3 separate regions of the Mus musculus genome follow, and regions 2 and 3 are each linked to region 1. The links are chromatin contacts, called in public HiChIP or PLAC-seq and promoter capture Hi-C maps. All regions are on one chromosome and are shown on one strand. Each heading gives the region's core, a stretch centred on a gene start, on an enhancer-like site or on the middle of the called end of the contact. The rest is flanking DNA. Distances are from core to core; before and after follow the strand shown.

Region 1 (4,703 bases), core at 2,130-4,629:
TATTACCAAGGCAATCTGTCCCTAGGGGTGGGGTAACTTGGTTTCAGCTCCAGGCTCACCTGTGTCCGCAGGAGTTCCACTCCGAGGCAGCCTGTCTACTTGTGATTCTCTCTACGTTGGGCAAACCGTGTCCTTTGACTCCTGAGTTCTTTGTCCTTCAAGGCTGGCCAAACCAAAGTCTGCATGCAGATATACAATGGTTCTCAGGGCAAAACTTAACTCTAGTGTGCTCACACCCTTCCTGCTGCTGAAGTCCCCACTCGTCCATAGGCTTTGATCTGGCTGTTCCCTTTTTCCTTCTGGGCTTCTTGGTGAATTCATAGGACTCTCCCACCATCACCACCACCAGCAGCAGCACCACCACCACCACCACCAATGTTAATGCTCCGTGCAGCATTTTGATGTTTTCAGTGGAGCTTTGATTCAAACAGCCAGGCCTACCTGTCAGAAACACAAGCCTTCTACTTGTTTGCTTCATGGCCACCGAACAAACTGTTCTCCCACCCAGCCACAGCATTAGCATAAAGTTCCCCCTGGCACATGAATGCCCGGGACACTTCCAGATGAGCTGCTTTAGCATCGGAAGGCTTTCCTCTTCCCCTTGACCACAAACACAGAACTTTCTCTAAACATGGCGGCTTGTCTCTGTGACTCTTTATACAGCCTCTCTCGTTCTCTGAACGGAACTACACCCAAGAAGGTTTCTTCTCAAGCTATCTGTGCCCTCTGTTCTCACTGCTGCAAGCAGTGCGATAAAGCTTTCCATGTCAGGGTGTACTCTCTACCTCAACAAATACAACTTTTCTGGTACTTTCTAAGATAAAATACTACTTACTGACCTCTGCAAAGTCTTCACACTCAAACTCAAATATAAAACAAGCCTCTAACATCTCTGGATGACAGAGTGCATAAGTTCCATAGGGGTGGCCCCACTCAGACACCTTGGGAGTCCTGCCAGGTAGCATAAACAGGTAAAGAGGGAAAGGTAGAAAGTCCAGCCACTGGGGAGACCTCACTACATCCAAAGCCACTAAGCGCTGCTGTGAAGAACTGTGAACCTGGTACTTCGAGAAAGGCCAAGACTCCCCCTGGCACCTGAAATCTCACTTCATTTTATATGATGACAACTAATCCAATTTGTAATTTTAAAAACTGTATCAACTAAATAAACTACTGACAGAATCTATCTCCAGACTACCCCTGCGCAACTTCTGTTTTATATAGTCAGCTTTAAAATAGGACACAGGTAATTTACCACAGTCAAAAGCTATGTTTCCCAGGGGTCTCAGTGTGAAGATTTCATCACTGCAGTAACCATAACTCTCAGTCCCTCTTCCCAGCACTCGCCTCTACCTCCCCCACCAATCCTGTCAGTCTCCTGCCAACTTGAGCTGTGAGGGAGAAATGGACTGAATAGAAATCACCTAGGCTTTTCAGCCAAAGCAGCTTGTTAAAGTCCAGTGCTACCCCCAATGGAGCCTTCTCAAACCTTGCTGATCCTTGGTTTGCTCATCTGTGAAATGGGAACACTCATTCCCACCTAGAAGACATCTGAAAGATCGTCAGTATAAGTAATGAGGCTGGCATGTAACTCTGGCACAGACTACACTAAAAACTATATGCACACAAAGAGCCACTTTCCCCCAAGAAAGACATGAAAAGCTACACAGAATGTTCATAGCAAGCTGATGCCTCTGGGGAGGATACATGCTTTCGGTAAACAGAGTAAGAAGAGGAATCACAGCTCTGCAGAGGCCCAGGCCTCCACACCAACATAGCTGCTCATGAACTTGGTCTAGGAGGTCGAGGTCTGTAGAAATCCATGCTAATTAAAATTCATAGACGTTAATTAAATGATTATTCAAGAACTCTCTCAACTCTTGAAGCCATTTTTATATGTAGATTACAACATAACCCTGGGTCAAGTAAAGGCATGCCAAGGTCCTTCAGGCTAGGGAGAATCTGCCGGGGAAAGCAAGCAAGCAAGCAAGCAAGCTCGAATGGAAAGTAAACGGCAGAGCTGGCTGTCACTGTGTGGGGTAGGCTACTGACGCTGGGAAAGGAGGCCTTCCTCTGCTGCCAGATGCAGGGACAGAGGACAAAGGGCCTCTCAGACTAACAAGTGCCTGCCTCTCCAGCTTATGCTTTTAGAGAGGAGCCACTCCACAAGAAGCCACCAGACGAGAGCCAGAGTCGACCCTGAACACTCGGCACTCACCACCCCTGCACACCTGGGGTGAAGCAGGAAGGAGATGAGGTAGCTATGCTGTTTCCAGAAACACAAGCCTCTGTGCCTAGATCCTTATGTGGGATTCTGCCAGGAGAGCATTCCAGGTGTGCTCCTCCATCCAGGCTCCTCCATCTCATTCAAAAGAAACAAACTGTCTCTGAAGGCTTGTGCTCACTCACCTAGAAGAGCTAAGCTCCACCCCTCACTCCATGCCTGATATACCTAACCTACTCCTTTTACAGGCAGCCCTCGTGGCTCCTCTAATTGTGGTGTGTCCATCATCGGTTTTCCTCTAGGGAGACTGAAGCATCCAAAACCACTTATCTCCTTGACTGCCCAAGCAGGAAACCAGCAGCTTTTTACTCTATGTCCACACTTAAGAGAAAGGAGGGTTAGATAGTCTAGGGACATAGCTCAGTGGGAGAGCTTGTCTAGTATGTGCAAGGCTCTTGGTTTGATTCCCAACACTAGGAAAAGGGGACAGTCAGGGATGGAATACAGATCCCAATTAGTTTGCAGGTGACAGTCACTGAAGATGGGCAGTATACAGATAAGACTCTTACTATTTTCTTTATTTTTATTTATGCTTCAAATTTCCTGTAGTTAAAAGAGAATGTTAAAGAGACATGGGGAGAAGATGCAACCTGAAAATGCTGTTGGCTGTCTTCTTGGGACGATTTGGAATGTACACAGGCCTTCAGACCCATGGCCTTCTAGAAGGTCACAATGCTGGAGCAAAGGCTGTGTCTTCTCAGCACCACATTCAATGTCCTCAACAAGACAACCTTTGAAAACGTCCCTAGAACTTTACAAAAGCATTCTGGTAGGGCCCGGCTGCCCTGCTCAGCATATAAACCTTCTGCCTCTACAAATCATCACCCCTTCAGCTTCCTGCCACTACGAGGGCCTCCACTTCCTGTTCCAAACTACTGAGTTGAGCAATCGAGCTTTTGAGAGAGCTCCCAGTGGCAGAGAGTAGTTCAGCTTAACTGGGTCTCCTTCTGGATGTCAGATATGATACTCCAAAGAGAAAGTTTTGCTTTCTCTGTTTCTCCCCCTTCTTCTTCCCTGACCCTCAACTTGCTCTTGATAAGAATCTGCATAATCATCTATCATGACAAGTTTCCCACCTTGACGACTGTGACACGTTGGGCTGCACAGTTCTCTGTGGCAGAAAAGACATGATGCTGTGTGTCCTAGAACAAATAGTCAACAGCATCTCTTGTCTCTACCCACCAACTGCTAGGAAGTACATAGGCCAACCCTAGCTACAACAACCAGCCACGTCTCCAGGTAGCGCCAAATGGGTCAGGGGATTAAAAAAAAAAAACAAAACAGAAGTTATTGAGAAACACCAGCCTAAAAGATATTGAAAAATCAAGACCAAAGTCTTTGTGCAGAGAGAGGGGGAGGGAGGGAGGGGAAGAGGGAGAAAGAGGAAAAGGGGAGAGGGAGGGAGGGAGAGAGAAAGAGAGAGAGAGAGATTTATACAGTTTGTTCCCGTTCAATTACACAATATAATTCCACCTATGAATTTATAAATATGAATATTTAAGAAATGCTGCATTCTAAGCCAGAAATATGTAAAGTACCAAGAGAAGAGTGAACTCAGCATTCCCAACCATATCCTCTCTGTCTTTGTGGTTTCCTGTGCAAATCTCATTTGCTTCCCCCACATTATCCTGTTTTCCAGTCAGTGTGGTCATTCAAACATCTCACCCAGCCTCTCACAGCAGCACACAGTTTGAGTTTCAGCAGAAAAGAAAAGCGCCGGGGTGGGCAACTTCCCCAGCACCCACAGGATGCACATGGGCTCTCCAGCACTGGTTTAACAGGGTCACCAGAGAACAGAGTTCCTACAAGAACATTCTCCAACCAAATCACAGAAAAAGAAATACCAACGTGTTCTAATGGTTCCACTTCAAAACAGTCAGACTTACACCCCTTCTCTGGGCAACAACATCAAAATAATCGCCCTTTACACCCCCAACTCTTCGTGCCTAGAGTGCCTGTGTCTTCCATCAGTAAGTGGGGAAGTGAGGCTGCTGCTCTGGATCGGGGCCTCCCCTCTGCGACCTCCACACTTCAGAGGCTAGAATGGCTAGAATAATGAGTGTTGACTTAGCCAAGAATTACAACAGCCTGCACTGAAGGAGTTTCCCACTCGAGCTAAATGCTACCCTCCCTTCTTGTGAAGAAGGAAGATCTGTTTCCTATAGAGGCTTCTCATTAGCCCCATTCCATCCAGTAGCTTTGGGGATACACACACAAAATGGTTTCTTGAACTTGAACAATTCTGTCAGTGGCTCTGGTGAGTGTTTGTCCTGTTATAGGAAGGCAGTTGCTGTTTATATGGCTTGTCATCTGGGGTCTATTTCTTCCAGGATCCATCCTATGTCACCACCTGTCTTAGCCTGGATCACCTCATTCTGGATTCTAGCCTTGGCTTCCTAATGTCTCCCTGGCTTAGCAC
Region 2 (4,083 bases), core at 1,380-3,879, 270 kb before region 1:
TGGGTCTCAGTGAATGGAAGGTTTACTACAGGAACCAAGGCTGGGTCCTTAGCAAAGGCCCTGTTGGATATGGTTTTGCTACAGGACAGCATGTGCCCTGAGAAGCTGGCCTAAAAATGAAGCACCAAGAGACAAAGGAGGGGAAGACAGAAGAGGCTCAGGATATCACTGCCACTCTCCTGGTCCCCCCGACACACACACACTCATGGTAACAGTCAGGCCCTGCATAAGAGTGCTCCTGTGGAGCCTAGTGACCATCAAGCCACTCACTGGGTGACCAGCTGAGTAAGTGGCTCTTTGTTGTAAACTCTCTCCCAGAGAGCACTGTCCCTGGAAAATCCTTTCAGGCGACCTCCTAGAGACCCAGCAGCCAGCTGACTTGACCTAGGTGGAAACTAGGCCCTGAGAAGGAGAAGCCACTGGCCTGGGGTCACGAGGTGAGGTGGGGACAGAGATGTGGGGGACCCAGGTCTCCCTGCTCTCTGCTTCACCGCTTTGGCTTCCTGAAGGTGACTCGGCTTGACAGCCAGCACAGGAAGGAAACGGAAAGGGAAGCCCGGCCTGCTAGACTCCAGGTCACCAGTCAGTCAGTGCAAAGCCACCAACCACCTTGGCTATGTGGCTCTGGCTGGCGTCTGTGACCTTCTGCTCCAAGGCCACATGCTCTAGTGGCTTCCTCCAGGGTCAGCCCATGTGACCTGTCCGGGACCCCCCCCTGCTGAATGTGCTTCTCTCCTCAGGGGTGGAGTCAGGAGTCAGATGACTCGAGGTGCGATGACCTCACACCATTGCTGGCCGTGGGAACTCTACGGACTCACCCAGACTCAGTTTCTTTTACCTATAACTTGAGGTAAGAGACCCGTTTGTAGGATCACAGCTTGCTCCTGTCTGGGGACTGCCTCTTGGGCTCCTTCACCTAGATAGCTCCATGCCTCCCCCAAGCTCACTGTCACAACCCTGCAGAGCAGACATCATCATTCTCAGAGATGAGAGCACTCAGTGCCTGGCTGGGGAAGGCAGGATTCGAACCTGGCTCCATACGAATCCAGAGCTTGAGTGATCTTCATCTGCCTTGCCAGCTTCACGCTGTCCCCTCTCCCTGGACTCCCATCCTGCCTCTGCCACTTAACAGGATGAGATAGGGAGGCTCTGAGCCCGGCCCGCACCCCCATGTCCTTCCCAGATAGCAGGGAAGCCATTATCCCCTAACAGGAGAAAGATAGGGCTGTGCTCTGCAGCCACACCTGACTGACTGTGCTCAGGGTGTCGGGGAGCCTCCAGTTAGGGATGCAGGAGGAGCAGAGCCTGTTAAGAGCATCTTCCTTCACCACCACAGGTCTGTGAGAGCAGAGAGGAGGAGGGCTGCAGACAGCACGCGTCTCTGCTTGCTTACCTCCTTCTTCTACCTCATTATCTCCTCTGTGGAGGGAGAGAGGAAGGCCTGGCCCCCAAGACAGGGATCAATGGTCATCAGTCACATCCCAGCCAGAGGGGTAAGGGACAGGGATCCTTGTGACAGTTCACCACATGGGCCAAGCTGGCTTAACGTCTCAGGTAGAAAAGCCCCTTCCCTCTCCAGGTGTTTACCTCACCAGCATCACGTTCTGCACCACAGTCCAGCGTTCTACCTTGGATTCTTTAGGGAGCAAGATGAGCGAGGAAAAAAGGGAGTCCACTTGGACAAAGTTGATTGACACCTGTTTTCCTGGCTGAGTTGTGGGGTCCTCGGAGGCACAGTGTTGGCAAGCCTCCGCTGTAACCTGAGGGTAGCATGGCACTTGCTTTATCTGTCCTCACAGACAGGGCATTCATCAGGACTGGATGTAGCAGTGGGTGTTAGCAGACTCTACTCCAAGCCAGTGCCTGGCCCTATACAGAAGCTGCAGTGAGACCTCCTGGACTTATTTCTGGGTTATAGGTCACATTTTTCAAGTATGAGGTTAACAATTATTTCAGAAAGTGAGCAAGGCCTGGGTCCAGCTCTACCCTAGAGCATGTGTTTAGCCTGTGTGATGCTCTAGGATCCCAGAAAGGGGGAGCAGGTGAAGGGAGGGGTCTGTCTGAAATCTCAGCATCTGCATCACATCTGGACACAGCCAGGGAAGGAGAGCTTGCTATTTGCTTTTAACAATGGCAATCTCAGAGCTTCCCAAGTGGCCCAGAGGACCCAGGAAATGCTCCAGTTGCTGGACTCTCTGCTTCTTTACTCACTGGAAGGAGAATAACTCTCACCCCTGTGCAGTTGTTACAAGATCAACACGAAGTACAACAGTATGCGTATACAAAGGCAGAGAGCAATGTCTTCACCTTACAGATGCCCATTCAGTATCTGATGTGGATGCAGACACCGTCTAGGTACCGGGCTCAGTCCACGGACACTGGTGTGCTAGATGGAGCTCAGAGCTATCCAGAAAAGCGAAGCAGAGAAAGGGGATGGTGGGGTGGTAGTGATAGGAGGCATCTATCTGGAGACTGGAGAAGGGGTCATTTGAGATCTGAAGGAAGCAAGGAGCTGAACCGTGGACATGTGTTTCCTGGCATAGGAAGCAGAGAACACAAGCGCTCTGAGGACAGAGTTTGGGGAACTGCTTGAGGCCGGAGGATATGGGGCATGAGCAGCCACTGGTGACCATTTCTCTGGAGCCATGATGACATTTATATGATTCTGACTCACTTGGAGATAGGAAGCCATTAGGGACTGACACATCCCAACTTTCGTGGCTGATGGGCAGACTTCAGTGGGCCCCTTGTTGCACCCACCCCTGCGATTCTAACCCACTGCCAACCCCCTTTGCTCAGATCTCCCCCAGCTTTTTAAATAGGTTCTCTACTTTCTGCCAAGTACGGGCTGGATAGAGGCCTCACAGGGAGATTGTGGCTTGGGACAGGGAAGGAGAGCAGTCTCATGTCAGGGATAAAGCACACACTTAGCTGCGTAGGGATGCTGGGGGCATGGCAGAGTCCCCATGCTAGTTTGTCCTCTGAGGCAGCTTAGCACAGAACCTCATCGGCACTCCCTCCCTGCCTCTCTAAACCACGTGAAGTCATTTGTTTTACAATCCAACAAGTCCCAACTCTCAGTGGTTTGTAACCTTCTTTTAGGTCACCTGCTCCTTGGAGAGTCTGGCAAACTCTGAGCTTTGCACCCCAAGGAGTGAGCAGGGGAAACACACTCATTTTTCTTAGAGTTTCCAAGTTGCACAGAGAAGATGACATTGTCTCTGGCATCAGTGTCCCAGCCTTGGCTCCAGCTGCATGGAGAGCAAACAAGAGCTCAGGGAGCAGCAAGCAGCCAAGAGAACAGAAAGATGCAGGAAGCAGGCGGCCTTTGGGGGCTGAAGCAGGTCTGAGGACTGCAGTATACAGATGTCCCCACCCCACCCCCGGCATCTTTTTCTAATGCTCCTGTCCCAGCCCTCTGCATGGCTGTCCTCTCAAAGTATCATGGTGGACGACCCTTTCTTTCTCGGGTGCCCTACCTAGGCAGAGCGGAGAGTTCTCTGGGTGACAACGGCGAAGCAGAATGAAGTAGAAGTCAGAAGTTGGACATAGCAAACAGTAGACCTTCTCAGCCCAGGCTTCCCACCGCCTCATTCATTAACTTATTGATACTTTTGCTCTTTCCCTCCTAAAACGGTGGGATGGACCCTCAGCTCATAAGAGTCCTGCCTCTTATCCTGAAGCTCCCCTGCCACTGTTTCCTTCCAGCTATTTTTGTATGACAAGGAACCATTGGAATGACCTGGGTGGGGAACATCCACCTCAACACACTTTGTCCCCAGAGAGCTTGACACAGCTGAGTCTCTGCTGCCCCAGTGATCTGGGGCTGACCACATGTAAGGCCCGTCCTGAGGCTTCCTTGGTGGAACTGCTCTTCCCCTAACCCCCCAGCTGGGATGCCTAGGTGACCTCAAGCCCCTGGTGTTAAGTTGTGTCCCGTGTTCATTCCCTTTATTTGATGATACTTCTCTTTGACTCTACAGGGTCTCAGCTCTAACATGAGTGGAAGAGCATCAAGGGAAACCGAGGAATGGTGTAGAGGTTGTATATTAAGACCTGGAATATTTGGGGTTGAGACATGGG
Region 3 (4,391 bases), core at 1,866-4,365, 460 kb after region 1:
GCTCTGGTTCTGGGGTTGCCATATTTTTCAATTAGTGTCCACTTCTCTTCTTGTAAATCATCCTTTAAGCTAAAGCCAAACAGTGGGTGAAATGTGGCTGCTAGAGTGCCAATTCTAGAGTGTGGTCCACGAGCTAGACTTCGGGATGGTAATTAAGAGTCTTTTCTTTGCAGTTTGGTCATCCAACAAGAAGAAATGAATATGAAATTCCAGCAATAAGAAATGAACAAAGATTGGAGCTGAAGACCTTAAGTGCTTGCTTTTTGCCCTCTGACCAGATAACATTAGAACTATCTGCATTATCTATGCAGCATGGGGTTTTTATTATTTTTACCTAAAGATGTCTCTTTTTGGTAATGACAAACGTGTTTTTTAAGAAAAAAAAAAAAAAGGCCTGGTTTTTCTCAATACACCTTTAACGGTTTTTAAATTGTTTCATATCTGGTCAAGTTGAGATTTTTAAGAACTTCATTTTTAATTTGTAATAAAGTTTACAACTTGATTTTTTCAAAAAAGTCAACAAACTGCAAGCACCTGTTAATAAAGGTCTTAAATAATAATGTCTAGTTTTGTCATAATTGAGTACTCTCTCCCACTTTTAGAATAACAGGTAACACCAGCAGTAAGCAGTCTGTCAGGAGTGCTGTGAGGCATCAGCTGTAGCCACGTGAGTGGGGTAGAGAAGCTTTGTGGGGCCGGGCTAGTCTGGGGTGTTTCCCTCTAGAGAAGCTCCAGGGCGAGCGCACTGGCATCGCACTAAAGAACTGCTGCTGAGTGGGGACTAATGGCTGCTAGTTGTCCGCCAAGTCCATCAACTTTTTAGGCCAATTCTTTGTAGTAGAAACTAATAGGAATTGATGAAAGACTTCAGCAGCCCTATTAACATAAACACACAGAGACATGTTAGTGTTAGCTCATACCAGTCATGGTGACTGCTGTAAATACTCTGCTGTCAAGAGCATAGTGAAAGAATTCCTGGGTAAGATTCACAGGTGTGAGTTTACCGATAACAGACAGTGTTGGTTAAAACCTAATGTTGGGGGCCGGGTGTGGTGGCGCACGCCTTTAATCCCAGCACTCGGGAGGTAGAGGCAGGCGGATTTCTAAATTCGAGGCCAGCCTGGTCTACAGAGTGAGTTCCAGGACAGCCAGAGCTACACAGAGAAACCCTGTCTCAAAAAATAAATAAATAAATAAATAAATAAATAAAACCTATTGTTGATTGTGTTTAATATGCTAATGAATTTTCTAGGTACAACCATGAATATACGTGCATAGACCCTCTTTCAGGTCATTTTACATTAAAATAGTAACAGCTGAGTCACCTGAGAAACATAGAATCTGGTAGTTTCTTAGTCCTTAAAGCTAGGTGCCTCAGCATTCCAGCCAAGAACCTGGAAGTTTCCTGGAGAGCTCTATGTCTTCAGTTCAAAGTAGAAGCTTGCAAGTATGTCTTGTGGTATTGGGAAAAGAATCAAGCAGTAGAGCAGAGCAGCAGCAAGAAGGCCCCCTCTTTATCTGGTTACTACCACAATTTGGGATGGGACTTCCTATGATGATAATAATAAAATATGAAAATAGTAAATGTGATCCTAATCTAACTAGGAAGGAGAATGACCCAGGGGCTATTATAGAATTGTTCTGCATACCAAGTCTTTCTCCACCCCACCCCCCTGAGATTGATTTATTATTATACATAAGTACACTGTAGCACACCAGAAGAGGGCGTCAGATCTCAATTACAGGTGGTTGTGAGCCACCATGTGGTTACTGGGAATTGAACTCAGGACCTCTGGAAAAGCGCTCAGTGCTCTTACCCTCTGAGCCATCTCGCCAGCCCGCAGACCAAGCCTGGATGTGTGATAGAAACATACATCCAGGCTGGTATGTTGATGAAAATGTGTGTCACAGACATGTGGCTACTGAAGTTGATAGTCAAGGACATAAATGGTGACCAGAGAAATATGTAATCCAAAAGGGAACTCAGATGCTGAATCATCAAAGCCAAATATTGAGAACATTGCGGTGGGCTGGACATGGTGCCACCAATCTTTAATCCCAGCATTGGGGGCGGTGGGGGGGCAGAATTGGGCAGACCTCTTAGGAGTTTTGAGGCCATCCTCAAATGAGTTCAAGGACTACACAGAAAGCCTGTGTTGGAGAAAAGGGAGGGAGGCTGCTATTGACTTTTAAGAGGAAAAAAACAACAAAAACATTTAATTGGGTTTGTACAGTATCAGTGGGTTAGAATAGACTTCTATAACCTCACCTATATAGGCCAGACTTGAATTGACTGAGGTTCACCTGCCTCTGTCTTTAAGCTAGGACTAAAAGCATTTGCTACTGCATCTTGTGAAAGCTTACAACAACCCACAAGGCAGGTCACAAACCTAAAACAGCTGCAAGTCTTTATCAAAACCCATTCCCACCAGGCATGGTGGCACAAGCCTTTAATCCCAGCACTTGGGAGGCAGAGGCAGGCCAGTTTCTGAGTTCAAGGCTAGCCTGGTCTACAGAGTGAGTTCCAGGACAGACAGGGCTACACAGAGAAAAACCCTGTCTCGAAACTCCCCCCCCCCCCAAAAAAAAAAAAAAAAAAAAAAAAAAAAAACAAACACAAACCATTCCCAGTGATCTCCTAATTCCCAGAGAGCCAACTGGTGACCCAGGTATTAAACAAGTGCCCCATGAGGGCCACTTTTATTAAAATCACTACTGTCTTTCAGAAGTCCTAGTCTTTTATCACATTCTCCATATCCAATTGGTGTAATTTCCGTGGACTTTAACAGAAACAGCACACAGCCACCCCAGACTGTGCCCAGGCCTCCACTGACACACAAAGCAGGAGCCGTCTGTGTAAGCTGTCTGCTGCATGTTTTCCACATTAGTGCAAGGGACCTACCAAGTTCTGGTGGAGTGCCCAGGACACAGGCAGGAGGGTCTCTTATGAGGCCAGGCTGATCTACATAGCTCTAGACTAGCCAGGACTACATAGACCCTGCCTCAAAAAGAACCAAAGCTAGCTAGTCTAGAAATACAAGATCTCAGTCAGTGTTCTACAGACTCACTGTGCTCTATTCTATTCCTGTGTCCACTGTTTGTTCCAGTTTCCTTTTCCTGGAACATGTGAGGCACTATCCCCACCACAAGGCGTTTCCTCTTGGCTGTAACTGTTCCTGCAGATAACCAAATGTCTTTCTCCTCCCGGTTCTTAAAAGACCATGGTTTAGGAAGACATTTCTAATGTGTTTAGATGCAGCATCCTCTCTCTGTGTACAAGTTCTCATGCTCTTCTGGATTCCTGCTCTAATTCAGCTTGTTCCTAACACAGCCTATCAGCATCTACTACTTGATTTTGCTGTCTGTTTGCTGTCTGTCCCTGATAGACCGGAAGCTCCTTAGGGGGAGGGGGTCTTATGGCTTGCTTGAGTTCAGAACAAAATAATTGAACCTGTTACTTACTTTGAATAATAACCTAGAGTAGGTTTGGAAGTGGGGTGAAGTGACGGCCATAGCTTAGCTAGACGGGAAGAAGAGCAATGTTATTGCAGGTTAGACTGCTGTTACATCATGCCATAAATTGGGTAGGTGCCTTAAGCAGCACTTCTGAAGGTTAGCAAGTCCAAGATGAATGTAAGCCTTGTGATAGGGCTTACAGTCATAAGAATGGTTACCTTCCTGCTCTGTCCACAGGACAGAGGAACCACTCCCACTTTGAGGGCCCTACCCTTATGACCTCATCCAAATTGAATGGCTTCCTGCCATGGCTTAGATCTGGAATATACCCAAAAGTCTCATTGACAGCTCTGTTGCCATTAGCACTATTGGGAAGGAGGGATGCCTAGCTGAAGGTCTCTTTACCAAGGGACATTCCTTCAGAGAAGGGTGTATGCCTCTTTTCTGTCTTGGACCATGAGGCAAAACGACTTTGCTCTGCCATAATTCCTCTAATATGTCAAGACTGCCTCACCACAGGCCCAGAAGTAAGAGGAAGAGGGGCAAAATAAATGGTCATGAACAAAACCCTGAAACACTAAACTTCCTTAAGTGGGTTGTCTGAGGACTGACCTGGAGATAGTGCTCAGCATTGAATTGAATCTGTCTTGTGCTTGCATGCAGCTAAGTGAAGCAAGCACTCTACCAGTCGGGTTCAGGATTTGATTACTGAAAGTTCATGTGCCTCCCCAGCATCACCACGGGCTCTTGCAATGGCAGCTGGGGCTTCAACATGAATGGGCTGAGGGGTCACCCTGACAGTTTACCTACTGCATGGTATAGTTGGCACATTAACCAAGTAAGAGCCTCCTGAAAGTGAAAGTGGATTAGTTACACTGGAGTGAGATTTATGTTACATGCTGGCCTCGAACTCAGATCCTTCTGGCTCGTCACCC

What was found. HiChIP or PLAC-seq counts read pairs in DNA pulled down with a chosen protein or histone mark. Capture Hi-C pulls out chosen DNA fragments and counts their contacts.
Region 2: an H3K4me3 HiChIP or PLAC-seq map of bone marrow-derived macrophages shows a contact between it and region 1, with 5 times the contacts expected there. The contact joins two enhancer-like sites. A contact is called at or near these places in 7 of 39 promoter capture datasets (the 3T3-L1 cell line, embryonic stem cells, liver and 2 more) and 1 of 115 datasets of contacts at active chromatin or transcription factors (bone marrow-derived macrophages).
Region 3: a contact with region 1 is called in a promoter capture Hi-C map of adipose tissue. The contact joins two enhancer-like sites. A contact is called at or near these places in 3 of 39 promoter capture datasets (hippocampal neurons, liver and pre-B cells) and 2 of 9 other capture datasets (adipose tissue and liver).

The regions. Positions count from the first base shown.
Region 1 is chr4:119,737,272-119,741,974 of GRCm38.p6, reverse strand. It overlaps a transcript of Hivep3 not described here. Among named protein-coding and RNA genes, the nearest start is that of Gm35957, 15 kb to the right of the region's middle. Within about 2 kb of position 3,379, at least 87 of the 459 cell types and tissues checked have an H3K27ac peak or open chromatin away from gene starts, as enhancers often do. A contact at or near this core is called in adipose tissue, bone marrow-derived macrophages and liver, where this site is marked.
Region 2 is chr4:120,008,512-120,012,594 of GRCm38.p6, reverse strand. The region is part of intron 2 of Hivep3 (human immunodeficiency virus type I enhancer binding protein 3); the gene reads right to left. Gm38632 (a long non-coding RNA gene) reads left to right here. Exons shown (of 5, transcript XR_003955100.1): 2 at 741-850; 3 at 3,984-4,041. Among named protein-coding and RNA genes, the nearest start is that of Gm38632, 23 kb to the left of the region's middle. Within about 2 kb of position 2,629, at least 25 of the 459 cell types and tissues checked have an H3K27ac peak or open chromatin away from gene starts, as enhancers often do. A contact at or near this core is called in bone marrow-derived macrophages, where this site is marked.
Region 3 is chr4:119,274,150-119,278,540 of GRCm38.p6, reverse strand. Ybx1 (Y box protein 1) reads left to right here. Exons shown (of 8, transcript NM_011732.2): 8 at 174-1,214. Among named protein-coding and RNA genes, the nearest start is that of Ybx1, 18 kb to the left of the region's middle. Within about 2 kb of position 3,115, at least 57 of the 459 cell types and tissues checked have an H3K27ac peak or open chromatin away from gene starts, as enhancers often do. A contact at or near this core is called in adipose tissue and liver, where this site is marked.